Regions from separate parts of the Gasterosteus aculeatus genome. Here region 1 is linked to region 2. Evidence: chromatin contacts called from public Hi-C data. All regions are on one chromosome and are shown on one strand. The core of a region is the stretch at or near the end of the contact, and the rest is flanking DNA. Distances in the headings are between cores, read along the strand shown. Region 1 holds the start of aff2 (AF4/FMR2 family, member 2). Region 2 holds the start of ids (iduronate 2-sulfatase).

Evidence for each region. Hi-C and Micro-C count contacts between places; a contact is called where the count stands out from the background.
Region 1: a contact with region 2 is called in a Hi-C map of tail fin, with 2.1 times the contacts expected there. The contact joins the promoter of aff2 here to the promoter of ids in region 2. A contact is called at or near these places in 4 of 6 Hi-C or Micro-C datasets (skeletal muscle, tail fin and whole body).

The regions. Positions count from the first base shown.
Region 1 is chr4:16,963,465-16,970,762 of fGasAcu3.hap1.1, reverse strand. aff2 (AF4/FMR2 family, member 2) reads left to right here and starts at 3,421. Exons shown (of 26, transcript XM_040174066.2): 1 at 3,421-3,684. The coding sequence starts at 3,632.
Region 2 is chr4:16,829,710-16,836,284 of fGasAcu3.hap1.1, reverse strand. ids (iduronate 2-sulfatase) reads right to left here and starts at 5,016. Exons shown (of 13, transcript XM_040172899.2): 1 at 4,778-5,016; 2 at 4,020-4,156; 3 at 3,761-3,938; 4 at 3,463-3,551; 5 at 2,749-2,949; 6 at 1-110. The coding sequence starts at 4,853. It overlaps dcps (decapping enzyme, scavenger), which reads left to right and starts at 5,100. Exons shown (of 7, transcript XM_040172901.2): 1 at 5,100-5,237; 2 at 5,774-6,070; 3 at 6,381-6,531. The coding sequence starts at 5,864.

The DNA of each region.
Region 1 (7,298 bases), core at 2,172-4,671, 140 kb before region 2:
AGATAAACACAAAATAATCAGTTTGGTCACAAAAAGTGTTTTTTTACAAACTGAAGAACATTAGCTGACGATGGTGTTGGATGAAAAGTCACACAAGAGAGATAACGATTCGTCCCAAGCAGAACAGCAAAAGTCCCAACGACCTGAATAAACCGATAATGTAAAAAATGTTTATTAGTACAGCTTTAACCTGTTTTTAATTGTAAAACTAAGGAAAAACATCAAGTACAAAAAAGTAACGTTGGTATGCTGCAGCATTGTGGCCTTGAATACGATCAGCATGTTTGGTGCATTAGTGAAATGCTCAGCATTAAAGGTAACGCAACGCCCCCCCCCCCCCCCCCACACACACACTGCTCGGACAAAGGAAAACTCTTGAGATCATATAAGCATAATACGTGTTCTGAATGCAAATTGGTTCATTATAACCTGGACGACTGTAAAAATGATGTGGGTAATATTCCTAACAGAAATACTTCAGACAGCACTTTAATAACAACGGGGAAATGTTAATTGAGTTCTTCAGAGATTCAAAATGCGGCGTGTTAAATGGGAGATTACCCTTGAGCAAGAATAACTTCACTTCAGTTTCACTTAAAGGGAAAGCACTAGTAGAATATATTATTGCCCCACATGAGGGCTGAAACAATTAGTCATTTTCTGTGTCTTTACCCTAAATGAATTTATTGAGAGATTATGGTGAGAGTTGTAAAAGTTGTACATTTAAAAGAGTTTTTTCAATGCAAATGAATTACTTACAAACTCATAATGCCCAACAATTTTGGAAAAATGTGATTAGCATGAATAGTTTATAGTTTATTTATATTAAGGATTGCGCTCTTCAAATAAAAGCCTCTACTTTTGGTGATCGAAGTTGATGACCAGTCGGTGGACAAATGATTTAGTACTAATCACTGAGTGCTACTCGGGAAAAAGATCGGCAGTTAGCCATCCACACGTCCAGGACCTAAAACAATGTTTTCATTACTCATTTAAAAGACATCTGGGGAAGTTTTAGTGATAATAATTCCTAACCCACAAACATCAATTGAACAAAACATTTGTGCAGCAAACAAGTACAAAAAAGGAGAGGGAACCTCAATTTGGCAATTAAAATCACCCTGTATAAATTTACTATCGGTATCTCTCTGGCATTAAACCTTTTTACTAGTAATAAATGGGTCTCAGGCTACCTAAATGTGTTCATTTAAGTTCACAACAGGTTAATAAGTAAGAAATGTATTTTTTTCCCCATAAGGTGTGAATGACAAGATCCAACTACTTTGTCTAAATGATGTAGTACTCATTCCCAGCCACATGGGAGCGCTGTGGACCCTTGTTAATCCACCACCTGAGGGAGAGGGAGAGAGAGAGAGAGAGAGGGGGGAGAGGGGGAGAGGGGGGGGGGGGGGGGTATTGAACATTCTCGACATGCACTTCTCAACTTCTGCTTCAAGATACACATCGAGTATAATGAGCTGAAAGCTGAGAAACTCTGGCCTTTGTTTTACTTCTGGGCTGTGTGAGTGTTTATGCGTGTGTGGATGTGTGTGCGCGTGTGTGAGCGTGTGTGCGTGTGGCACTCTATGTGTCATTTTTTAAATTACCGTCACAGCTGTGGCTTTAAAAACACTGAAAAAGACAGCAAACACACACACACACACACACACACACACACACACACACACACACAAAGGGAGAACGTCCAAACAAAGACCTCCATCAGTAAAGGCCGTGCGTTGGGACGGTGTGTGTCTCTCTGCGTATGTTATCCCTTAATTACATTTTTTCTTGTCATTTAATTCTCTTTCTACTCAATGTGCAATTGCCTTTTTTTAAAAGTCCGCCACATCTTCCCGTCTCTCTCTCTCTCTCCAGTCATTCCCTGTCCTTCAGTGTCTGACCTAGTTTTGGACAGCCTTTCTTATACACACACACACACACACACACACACACACACACACACACACAACCAGTGTTCCTGCAGGTGCTTCAAATCCTTGGAAATTGTTTGAATGTTAATGTGGTGTTTTTCGAATCCGGAGACGTCTGGAATATTGATTTGCGACGAGCTGGAATTGATCAAGGTCACAAAACCGCCTTTTCAGACTGTTTGGCTTGTGGCGGGCAGTGCTGTTTTTATTCCCATCATGCTCTATGGTTAACTCTGGCATCTTCATCTGGGGCTGCTGCTTGTATTTGTGTGATGCAGAACAGTGCTGGCATGTTGCCCCAGTCTACCGAAATACACACACACACACACACACACACACACACACACACACACACACACACACACACACACACAGTGTATCTTCAAAATATTACTTCCGATACATTTGGACTTCTCGTGTTCTGGCCTCATGACTGAAAACACGCGGCCTTCTGCGTAGGAGGCGGCGAGGGGTGATGTCACAGAGGCGCCGCGGTCCCGGCGACGGCACGTGCTCAGCGAGAAGTTTTCAACCATCTGGTCGGTCATTATTCGCGGCGAGGCGCGAGCGGCGACGGAAGGGAAAAAAAAGAAAAACGTGCCGCCGGGCAATGTGTCGCCACGAGGGAGCGTGACGGAGAGCGAGGGCGGCGGGCCGCTAAACTCGTTATTAACACGCCGCGGCCCAACTAGGGGAGCTGGCGGGCGAAAATAGAGAAGCAAGGGGTCATAGATAATATATACGAAGAGTCCTGATTCTTTTTGTTGTCAGCGTGCGCGATATGGTTGATTTACTCAATCCCATGTGTACGGTTTAAGCACATGCAAAGAGAGAGTCGTGGTTTCTATGAGGAGCCCACAGAAGGAAATTCTCCTATTTTGTACTGAATTTGCTTAACATCATGTACGTAACATACATCGACTCGTAGATTCATTTACCTTCTGAACGTTTGTGACTAAAGGTAGGTATATTAAAATGCCCAGCTACTGGTTTAAATGATACAGGGGTGGAGGGGTCTGGCTCCGGCCTGGGGGGGCCCTTCTCCCCCTTGTGGTGGAACAGAGCATCCCCGTCGCTCACTGAGAAGAAAAGAATCCCCTTTGACGAATAGGGATATTCCCCCGTTTCTGAGTCCGTTGCATCCTATAATTCATGATCAGCGGTGATCAGTGACATGTGAGAAGCGTGCAGGTCATTTCACCGACCTCCCGTGCTGCTTCCTGCAGGCCGAAGACGCCTCTGATTCCACGTTATCTGGCACATTTAAGCCCCTTTTCACTGAAGTGACACACAAAGCGTCACTTTATGGGGCAAAGAGCGTCAAGGGTTATTTGTGCGTAAGCTCCATGGGGTAAAAATAACTCTTACTTGTTATGAAGGAAACACGTTTGCACTGAATATATGTCAGTGTGACTTCAGCCCTCTCCCTCCCTCCTTCTCCCCGCTCTCCCTCTTTCTCCCTTCCTCCCTCCCTCCACCTCTGCCTGCCTGACTGTCAGCTCGCCTCGACCACGTAGCAGCTTCCTGGCAGCGGCAGCCGCTTGTGTCTACTCTCTCCCTCCTCTCTGACTCACACACACACACACACACACACACACACAGACACACACACACACATAGTCAGTCAGTCAGCACCAGTAGCCGATGTAGAACCACGTAGCACTAGCTTTGGATTTTAACCACCAGCCGAAGCGACAATGGATCTCTTCGAATTTGACTTTTTCAGAGACTGGGAGCTGGAGCAGCCATGGTAAGTCCTGCGCACCCTGCTGTTATTATTATTATTGTTGTTATTAATATTATTATTAATATTAATGTTCGCGTTTAATGGGGACGCTTTGGGCGTTTTTCAAAGAGGAGCGAGCGGTTTTCTTCCAGTTGGAGATGTGAAGGAAGCCAAAGTGAGTCCCGGAGAGACTCGTGCAAACCGTCTTTCTTTGTCACAGTGAAGCTGCCGCTGTGGCTCGAGACGAACCGGGAGGCTCGCGCGCAGCCTGCTCCAACGCGCACACGCGCGCGCGCGCGCGCACCCATGGGCGCACGGCTCGTTTTCCTCATTGACCGCCGCAGAGGGGCTTCTGGGGGGGGGGGGGGGGGGTCTGTTAGTTGTCGATGTGAGCCCGCGCCGGCTCGGCGTGACTGAGCGGTGACACGGCGCGGTCACGCTGACCCGCCACGACACGTTGGGTGACGCGCAGGTCAGCGCGCAGCGGGTCTGAGTTGAGTCCATCCAGTGGTGCAGAGAACGAGGTCAGGTCAGCGTGGCCTCCACCTGCAGCACAGGTGGTGCTGATGCTGGTGTGTCCGGATTGCGATTGAGATGTGTTTGGGATTGAGATTAGTTTGTGCATATTGTCAAGTTCTCTCCAGCGTAGTTGTGGTTCCCATGTGAGTGTGAGATGAGCTGCAGGCTGGTGGTGATCAGAGCGACTTCTCCACGAGCTCAAACCAGCCGTTGGTGGATTGATTGGTGGATTGCCAAAAAAAATCTGCAACTTAGCTTATCAATTGGCCTTTCTGTTATAGGAAACCTTGCTTCCAGTCTCTCTGATGAGTTGAAATGATATCTTTGGGTTTCAGATGTACCGGAAAAACCATCACCCTGGACGCTTCTTACCAAAATATCCATTTAGATAATTGAACAGAAATCCCTTGAGCGTTGTTTTCAAGCTGGTCGGATCAGAAGTGGCGTGGCTCAGTGTCATTTTGAAACACTTTCGCCTTTATTTACTTTGTCCACCAGAGAGCACTGGTAGTTTGATTTTTATTTTTTAAAACATGTAACATGATATGTTTAGAAAGTACAACAAATAATAAGAAGGAGAAAAATAAGAGCAATCAAAATGGTCTATGATCTGTAAAGCTGCATCCCAGGTCCCTGACGTGCAACTTGTATTTAGAACCCTCGGTTAAGGTGTCGCGCATGCAGCAGAGGACACAGGAACAAAGACTCACACGGGTCGGGTGTCATTTGAGGCTTTTACAACCTACAAGATGACTGAGAGGCCGAATGAGATTATTCTCTTCTTTTGAAATTCCTTGCAAAATGGACTGGTAGAGAAATCAGACACTATGGGACATGCAGGCCAGCTAGTCAGCTCAGGCCCTGGCTGTACTGGCCAGCTCCCAGTTCAGACTGCAGTTATACAGGGAGCTTTTATCCAAAGCCATTTACTATTTACTTTTTTGCCCAGTTACAGCCAACCCTGAAATTAGTGGATTCCTGGGAGAGTCTTTTCTGGATGAATATAAAACAAAAAAAAATGTCAGCGTGGGTAAAAAACAATGTTTCATTCAAATTTCTACAAGCCGGATTAATATTGTGCTTAAGATGTTCTGGTTGTTTGAGGTGACGTGACATCCACATCTATCGGGAAACCCTTGATGTGAAAAAACACGCTGTGTTGGATGAATCCTGTGTTGGGAGGAGGCTGTTTTACAACTAGTAAGGCGAGTGAGGAGGGCCGTCTCCACCTCCACCGGGTGCTGTAGTGGGGGGGGCGACAACTTGGCAACCGCGAAGCTGCTGCTTCGAACTGCCGTACTCAGCAGGGGAGAGATGTGACACACACTGCTGTCCCTCAGCAGCCACACACGGGAACCCTCCCCCCTCCCCCCACTGTGCACGGTACTTAACCCCCCACTGCTGAAGTGGAGACGCTCTGGGCTCAACGGCAAGCTTGTGGGGTGAGGGGGGGCCAACACATGTAACCCGCTGCCAGCGGCACTCCATCACGCTGCTCACGATCAGGAATCAGGAGGCTCTCACAGCAGCAACAAGAAGAAGGAAAAAATGGAGGCATGTGGCAATTAAAAGAAAAAAAAGAAGAGAACAACAGGCAGAGCTGCTGATTGGTGGACGAGTGAAGCCTGTTTAGATCATCACCTGCCATTATAACTGTGTGTTTATTAGGGCAGGAACTCTTCAAAGGGCCACAAGTTAAATCTGAAGGGCTCAGATGATTAACAGTAGAAAAAAAAATCATTATGCCCAGCATGCAGAACCTCTTACTCAAGAGTACAAAAAGAGTTAGGATGCCTCTGGTTCCCGAAGGAACTCTCTGCTAAGCAGCGCTGCACTCTGTGGATTTTTGTACCTTTATGTTATGTGATATCGCAGTATCGTAATCAGACAATTACGTATTTATGCTTCTTCACCAGAAACACTAAGTACAGGAAACCCAAAATGAACCAGATGAACATTTAATATCCAGGAGTTCCGGTTATGGACACTATCATGGACCACGTAGACCATTTTCATTATGTGCAATCACGTATTTGTAAAAGAAAGAAAAAGTTTCACACCTCTGAAGTAACTAAGGAACTTGAGCAAGGTAAAAAAAAAAAAACATATTCCCTGTCATGTTTCACGTGTGCAAAGCAGCGCCAAACCTTTAGAGCAGTGGTCACCAACCTTTTTGAGCCCAAGTTCCCGACCTCTGCCTTGCTGACAGGCAAGCTCTATTGATGAGAAAGAGCCTGTCCAGTCTGTACTTGGAAAACTTTTTATTTGGCCTGATTGTAATAGAATGAGATCAAACACTTTGGTCCAGCTTTCAAATTGATCTAACCAAGAACACACTAAATGACCTAACTTCAGTGCAACATAAAAAATGAATTATTTGTTGATAATAATAAAAACACATTTGCAATGAGCAGGCTGGATGGACTACAAATACTCTTTTATTTATTAAGTTACAACACACACACACACACACACACAACTCAGTCAGTGCAAAATGCAGAACTGTGTCCCATCACCATGCCATCAGAAGTCATGTGATGAACACCGTCTGTTCTGTGCACCGTCGGTTCATAAGCACAGACAGCCAGTTTGAGGCAGTCTGTGAGCTGTCAGTCAGTAAGCCGGCTCTTTTGATTTTGTGATTTCTATCTGTAAACGTCTCATTTCACAGAGGTAATTTGACCCAAAGTAGGCACTCACTCTTAGTGGATGTGCTGGGAGGAAACTTCTCTTTGCTGACTGGCCCCCAAAAGTCCCTGTTTCTTGACCTGGCTTTCAGCACTATGCCATTTTGCATATCGACCATCTCTACGTCCACTCCACCTGGCAAAGTAAATGCTTTCTGGGACTTGGCAGGAACCTCCTCTGTATCAGAGGAAAGCTTGGTGTTTACTCGACCGGTGATTGTTTCCGGCTTTGACATGACTTGAATCGTGTCTGAAGTTGTTCTAGTGTCGCCGAGCGATTGCGATCGTTCTACTGCTGATCTACTGCTTTAGAGCTTCAAGAAAGACAACCGTGCACCGTTAACATGTGACCCCGCCACGTCGAGACGACAAAGACTTGAATGGCATGGAGAAGAAGAGCTTAGCCAGGAGAGGATGTGACGGTGGAGGGGC
Region 2 (6,575 bases), core at 3,767-6,266:
CTCCTCCTCACGTCCGCCCAGGGGTTGTAGGCCACGGGTGGAAGCAGTGTGGGGACATCAGGGTCCGGGGCCAGAGTCATTTCACCAATGGGATATAGACTCAGGTACTCCTGTGTCGCAGAAGCACCAGGTTTAGAGATACGCTTCATAAAATCAGCCAAACAAATAAAACTGATTACTTTTAAAACAACACACACACACACACACACACACATCATTTCACATATCGGGAGAACCACTCAGATGTACTTCAATCAAGTATTTGTGGGGAGCTTTTTTCAAATTTAGACAAGCAAAGGGTTCAATGTCAAAGAGTGAGAAGCAATGGAAGGAATACAAAGCCGCTCTGCCACTGTGTGGAGGAACTTTCCATTCTAGGATGCAGGATATTTGAATGATTAATGAATCAGTTATAGAAGCAAAATGTACCCAATAATACAAAGACGTTGTTGTAAGCAGTTCTTGTTAGGGTGGGTAGGTTGCTTTCCTGTATTTTCTTATTTTCAACAAATACACCCCCACATAAACGTTAACGTGGCACCTTGATGGGTCTACATTTGGGCCTTTGCAGCATCACCCAACACACACTAGTGCAGAGAGAACTGGCTTCCACCGGGCATCCGTTTCTCTGCGGTTTCCTCTTAAGGGAAGAATGCGACGACCTGTTGTAGAGCGTCATGTGCAGTTATCCAAGTCAAGCCGATTACTTCTGGAGTGCACATTGTGGTTTTTTCAAGCTATTTTAAGTTAGAAAAATCCTCTCAATTACACTTCATCTTGTTGACGTTTCCCTGTGAATCTGGTATTCGAATTGTAGGCTGATAGAAGCCCGATTTAATCGGTCTAGTCATTGAATTACGTTGTATGACATAAGGTCACAAACTGCTACACAGCTTCATTTATTGGACAGCGTCCTCCTGCCATGGCGAGCAGTCTTTCATGTCCAACCTTTTCGTCTTCATTAGAGCGTCAGTGAGCCTCTCAGGTGACGCAGCATATGTGGGATCAGTTCTGCCCTTTCCAATTCTCATGAACGAGCACTCCGTTACGCACGGGCGGCGTTCATTGTGACAGCGCCGCTCATTCACATCGTTATCTCAAGTTAGGAGCATTTGCTGAATCTGGCACAAAAAAGGTGACGGTTAGCAGATAATTGCAGCACTGGATTCTGGGAAAGATCATTTTCAGATATTTATCCCGCCTCAGCGGGTATTAAATTCTGTGGGAACGTTTGTTCTTCATCACAGAGGCTTCACACCGTGTTCTTTATGGCACGACTTTCTCGGCTCTAGCGTCCATGTGAACACAATCATTCATCTCATCTTCTGGCATTAAACGCTCCCAAAATATAATGGATGTGCGAGATTGTAATCTGTGCCTCAAACAACTCAAGCGAAGCTGCGTCGTGCAGCAGGACGAGGGGTTCCCCTTCTCCCACTCAGCGGGGGCCAAATGAGCTGTATGAACGTCAGTCTTGAGCATCACAGAAATGCAACATGAAAATGTTCGACCTTGGTTCAAAAGGGAGCTCGACTGATACAAAGATGAGATATTTCAGTAAATGTATCTGCTGGTAAATAGGTTTTAGTACTGGAAGGTCAAATATATGGTACAGGTCAACTGTAAATAATGCAATTAGTATTTTTACCTTGTGAAGATGTTTAAGTTATATGCTGTATAAAAAGTAACTCCATCCAATATACGGTTAGGAGCGTTTGGTGAGACTAAGCTGTAGCCTGCACCTCATCAGTCGAGGGTCCCAATGGCTCTTTGCAGCATCGTCACGTCATGAAGCTCCATTAGAGGAGCACGACCGAGTTCATCGGGTCAGAGGCACACATGAAACGGTTCTACGTTCCTTCAGGAGGACCGGAGCACACGAGGCGGGCGGCTGTCGCGCTGCCGACCAAGCAGAGATCTCCAGCACAGGGTCACCTGACGGGAGAAAGTAGCCACGTACTGATGCGTTGTGGCTGCGCCGTGACGAGCCGCGTAAAGGAAGAGGACGCCGCCCTTTCTGCATCGGTGCAGAACGGCGTCTCTCGTACAGAGACGCAGCCGCTCCACTCAGGGTTCAAAGACAGCGTCAACAAATTGACTCAAGCATTTTATAAATCTCAAGGTTTTCTTCCAGCCGCTAAGCAGAATCACATTGAATGTGCTACATCAACATGTGCTGGAACGGATCTAAGGGGGATCGAAACTCATTTATCAGCATTGCAGAAATGGTTTGACCTTTTGCCAAATCACATTATTTCCTATTTCTAACATCATAGTACGACATACACACCAAAATACTCCTCCCTTTTCCTAAACGCAAGGATATTCAAGTTATACGCCCGTAGTTCTAACATCTGTAGTCGTTTGGGTAGATGAGGTCGTCACTATGAAACGAGCTGAGAAGGTCACCGCCCCCGGAGCCTGTTACATCAACTCTGACTCAAGCTGTCAACTTCCATCTTCCTGCTTCTCACAGCACAAGTGTGCAGAGGTGAATAGTTGTGACTGCGCTGTCCACTTCCCAAGCAGTGCACAGAAGGGCTTACAGGTGTGGCTTCCTAGTACCTGTGCATGCTGCAGTGCATTCGATGCTGCATTCTCTCCTTGGTTCATGTCGGATGCGTTCACTCTATTTGCACGAACAGATGTTTGCTTATTAAGAGTCTTTCTTTATCATCCTCTTGCTGTTTAATGGGAAAACGTACGATACATGTACGATCGGGTTTTTACCAAAGAAAGGTTGTGTACCTGAGGTATCCTGAAGGGAATGTGCGGTTTGTGGAAGCCCACAGCCAAGAAGAAAGGAGTGTCGTCGTCAGCCCGACTCTTCAGTAACCTCACGGCCTCGTCCGTGCTCTCCATGTCGGGGAGGGTTCCCCCGGGCTGCTCCGCCACATTCACCGCACACAGCAGGTTGGCGTGGAGCTTTCCATCCTCTCCTTTACACATCTGGGGGGGAAAAGGGTTGTATTGCGTGTCATTTATGCTCAGTTCATGCTACGATGAGTTTCTGTGGTTCGATTGCTTTTCCTCCCTTTGCCTGGGAGGTTTCCAACAGTCCAAAGAAATTATGGCTTAGAATAGTTTTCTAGTTATTAAGTTGTTAAGCAACGTGTTACAGGGTTCAAACTAATTAAAGACTGTTTATTTATACTCCATTCATTTCTATTTATGATATGGGAGGAATTAAACCTGCCTTTTATGAAGCAAGAGATTTAAAATTGGACTCTGGCTTCTGAAAGGTCAACAGTGAAAAGGAGTGAAGGTCATTTGTAACTTGATTACAGGAGCAAGATGCAACATTCAGAATGTCCAAAGCACTTAAGCAACGTTTTGCACCATTAGATTCACAATAAGAAAGTAATGGATGAGGCCCCAAAGGGGCTGCCTGACAAAGGGTGACCACTACAAACTGGATTTTCCCGTATAGTCACGAAATCGTTGTACTTTTCCATTACGAACCTTTTCTTTCTCGTATCTAAATGAGGGTGGGTGGTAGGCGGGGGCGGACCAGCTGTAGGGGAAGTCGTCAGAGTGGTTTGAGGCAATACCTGAAAAATGAAAAAAGTACAAAACACAACAGTTTCGTCTGCAGATTTGGAGAGGTATCAAATATAAATATTAGTTAACAAAGTGATGCAGAATGACTTCCTCTCGCAGTGAAGCTGTGATTCTTACTGTAGTTTGAGGATTTCTGTATCCTTCCCGAATATGCCGCTGCTTCCGATCAAATCTCTACCAAAAATACCATCAATCTCACCTGGATGGAATACCTTGCCCACAGACATGGTGTGGTACCCTCTGGATTTGAAGTACTGTGGCAGCGTGGTGTAGTTCCCAGAATGGGTCCTCCAGTAGGAGTTGAAGTCGTAGAGCCTGATGGTGTCCGGTCTGCGACTGGTCAACATGGACGTGCGACTGGGAGCGCACACGGCTTGCTGAGAGATGCAAGGACACCTTTAGTTCCCCCCGTCGGGTTGTTCATCATCATACAATGAACACGTATGACGCGCACTGACCTGCGCGAATGCATTAAGGAAAACCTGGCTTCTGGATGCCAGTTGGTCGATGTTTGGGGTTTTGGCCACAGCGTCTCCGTAGCAGCCCAATGACGTCCGCAAATCATCGGCCATGATGAAAAGGACATTTCGCCTCTCTGAAAGGAAACGGTTCATTTATTACAAATTGTAGCACTTAAATTGTGTGTTTATTGTAATGGCTCCTATATATAGCAAGTTGTAAAATCAGCTTATTTAATGAAATTGCACTTTCTTGTTCTTCGGAGTTTGTATCCTTATGGTTGAATGCACTTATTGTACGTCGCTTTGGATAAAAGCATCAGCTAGATGACATGTAATGTATTGTGAAATTATCCAAATACTAAAGCTCCAATATTAAAACTAATACCAATAGCAAGTGGAGAAACACTAGGATGCTGTATTATTTAAAGAGTATTCAAAGGGCTTCTGATGCGGATTAAAGCTCAACAGAAACTCAATCAGCTCTACGGGACAAAGCCCCATTCAGGGAGTAAATTGAATTCATTAACGTGAGCTTGCTGTGGAGACAGCTTCTATTCAAACGTAATAAACACTCATTAAGCGCTAACGCAAACTAGTTACGCTGATTTACGGACAGCAGAACACCACTCAAATAAATCCACAAAGCGCAGAGATGAGAGAACCACCATGTGCTGTAAAGCCTGCGTGATACTATCACAGGTGTTTTTATGTATCCGACCGATGAATTATACTAGAAACAGTCCAGTGGTCGTTACCTCTCCATGCAACAACCGCAAGAGTCCGGGTGTGAAGCACCAGAAGGAGAAGCCAGATGCCGAAACAGCTGTACATTGTGATTTGGAAGATGAGACTTAACGACACAATAAACTTTGGATTAAGTTTACTTCTGAAACGTTAAGCTTGCATCCCCACTTCTGCCTCGTCCTCCTCCCGCAGCCTGGCAGACAAGCACATCAGCTGGTAGGTGTCGTCTTTAAATAACTTCCTGATTATCGCGTCACACTTGAGGGAAATGTTTTCATTCGTCTGTTTGTTTATCGCCCCGCCCTAAAACGCTAATCATATTGGTTCAATCATGTGTCAATCATTTTTAATGCCAGGCAAATGTCGCGCTGGCTGTGGCTAAGCGATGTTAGATGAAGTAAGGTCTCACTCTGCAGCAATTGGACTTGCGATTGTAACAAGATCCCTAACAACCACGGAACGTTTATGAATGTAAGTCTAGATTTGAATGGGAAGTCACTGTTAAAAGGTTCTTGGTTATTACGGTCAAGGTAATTATCTTCTCAGGCATTACGTAACATCTACGTAGAAACAGTTTTGACAGGCTTTGAAAATCCTCGATCTCTCCTCCACTCCCTGCAACAATGCTGGTTAAATTTACATTTTAAGGAAATTATAAAAGTGGAAACGAGGTCCTCAGACATTATCTATTATATAAAATAAAATAATTAAAAGTAGGCTTAATATGAATGGTGTAAATGGGGGTGTAGTAACTGTATATGCATAACGAAAAGTAATACATAAAAAAATATTTCCATATTTATTCCAGCATGTATTCTTTATTCTCTCCATCATATATATCATCGTTTAAATATTTCTTTATTTGGTTCAGCATTTATTAATTTATGTATTCATATTTCTTTATATTTTTACATTTATATTAATCATATATTTAGGTATCAGTGAATTTATTTGTATATATGTTCGTGCATTTATTCATTTTATTTTTTTTCCTGTCCTCGCTGTAGGTTTGCTGGCTGGATTTGGGCTGTTTCTGATGAGCACGTTATCGTCTCATACATACACGATCTTTGGCCACAAAGGCAGCAACACAAAACATGGCTGACACCGCAGCTAAACGTGAAATCCACGGCGTCGGAACCGAGGAATCGCCTCAGAAAGTCAAGAGAGCGAAAGCTGACAATGAGAATGGTGGCGGAGGAGTTGGAAATGATCCTGAATCCGAAAATATTCTGTCAGAGTTTAAAACGTCCTCCGTTTTGAGCGATTCTGCCCGGGAGAAAAACATCTTTATCCACGGAAAGGTAACGGTAATGTTGTTGTTAGCTGTAAGAAGCATTTTAGCTAACTCACACTTGCTTTGGTTAAAGTGTGGAGAGCAACGTGTGACTTAAGAGCAACATGTTTTCATTGTTGTATTAATTCAAAGGTCTTGAGTAGTTTCGCGAAGAAAAGATGGGACATTAACTTCCGGTTTGATATTTCAAAATAACAGTCTGTGCTTTATTGTGAAAATGTATCTTATAGAGACTACTGAGAAGGCTCCGAGCGGGTGTTTTGCATTTATTTAAGGGGGATGTGTCAGAATTGACACAGAATTGATGTCTTCACCAGCTGGCCGATCGGGAGGCCGTGGTCATCCTGGAGAAGACGCCCATCAGAGAGGACAGCCTGGATGAGCTCTTCATGGGCTCCAAGCTCTCGCTGGAGATGAGGAACGACATCTACAGCACATATCGGTTGCAGGCTCCTCCGCAACTCAACGGTACGGTCAGAATGAGGTAAACTGACTCAAGGGAGCATTGAGAC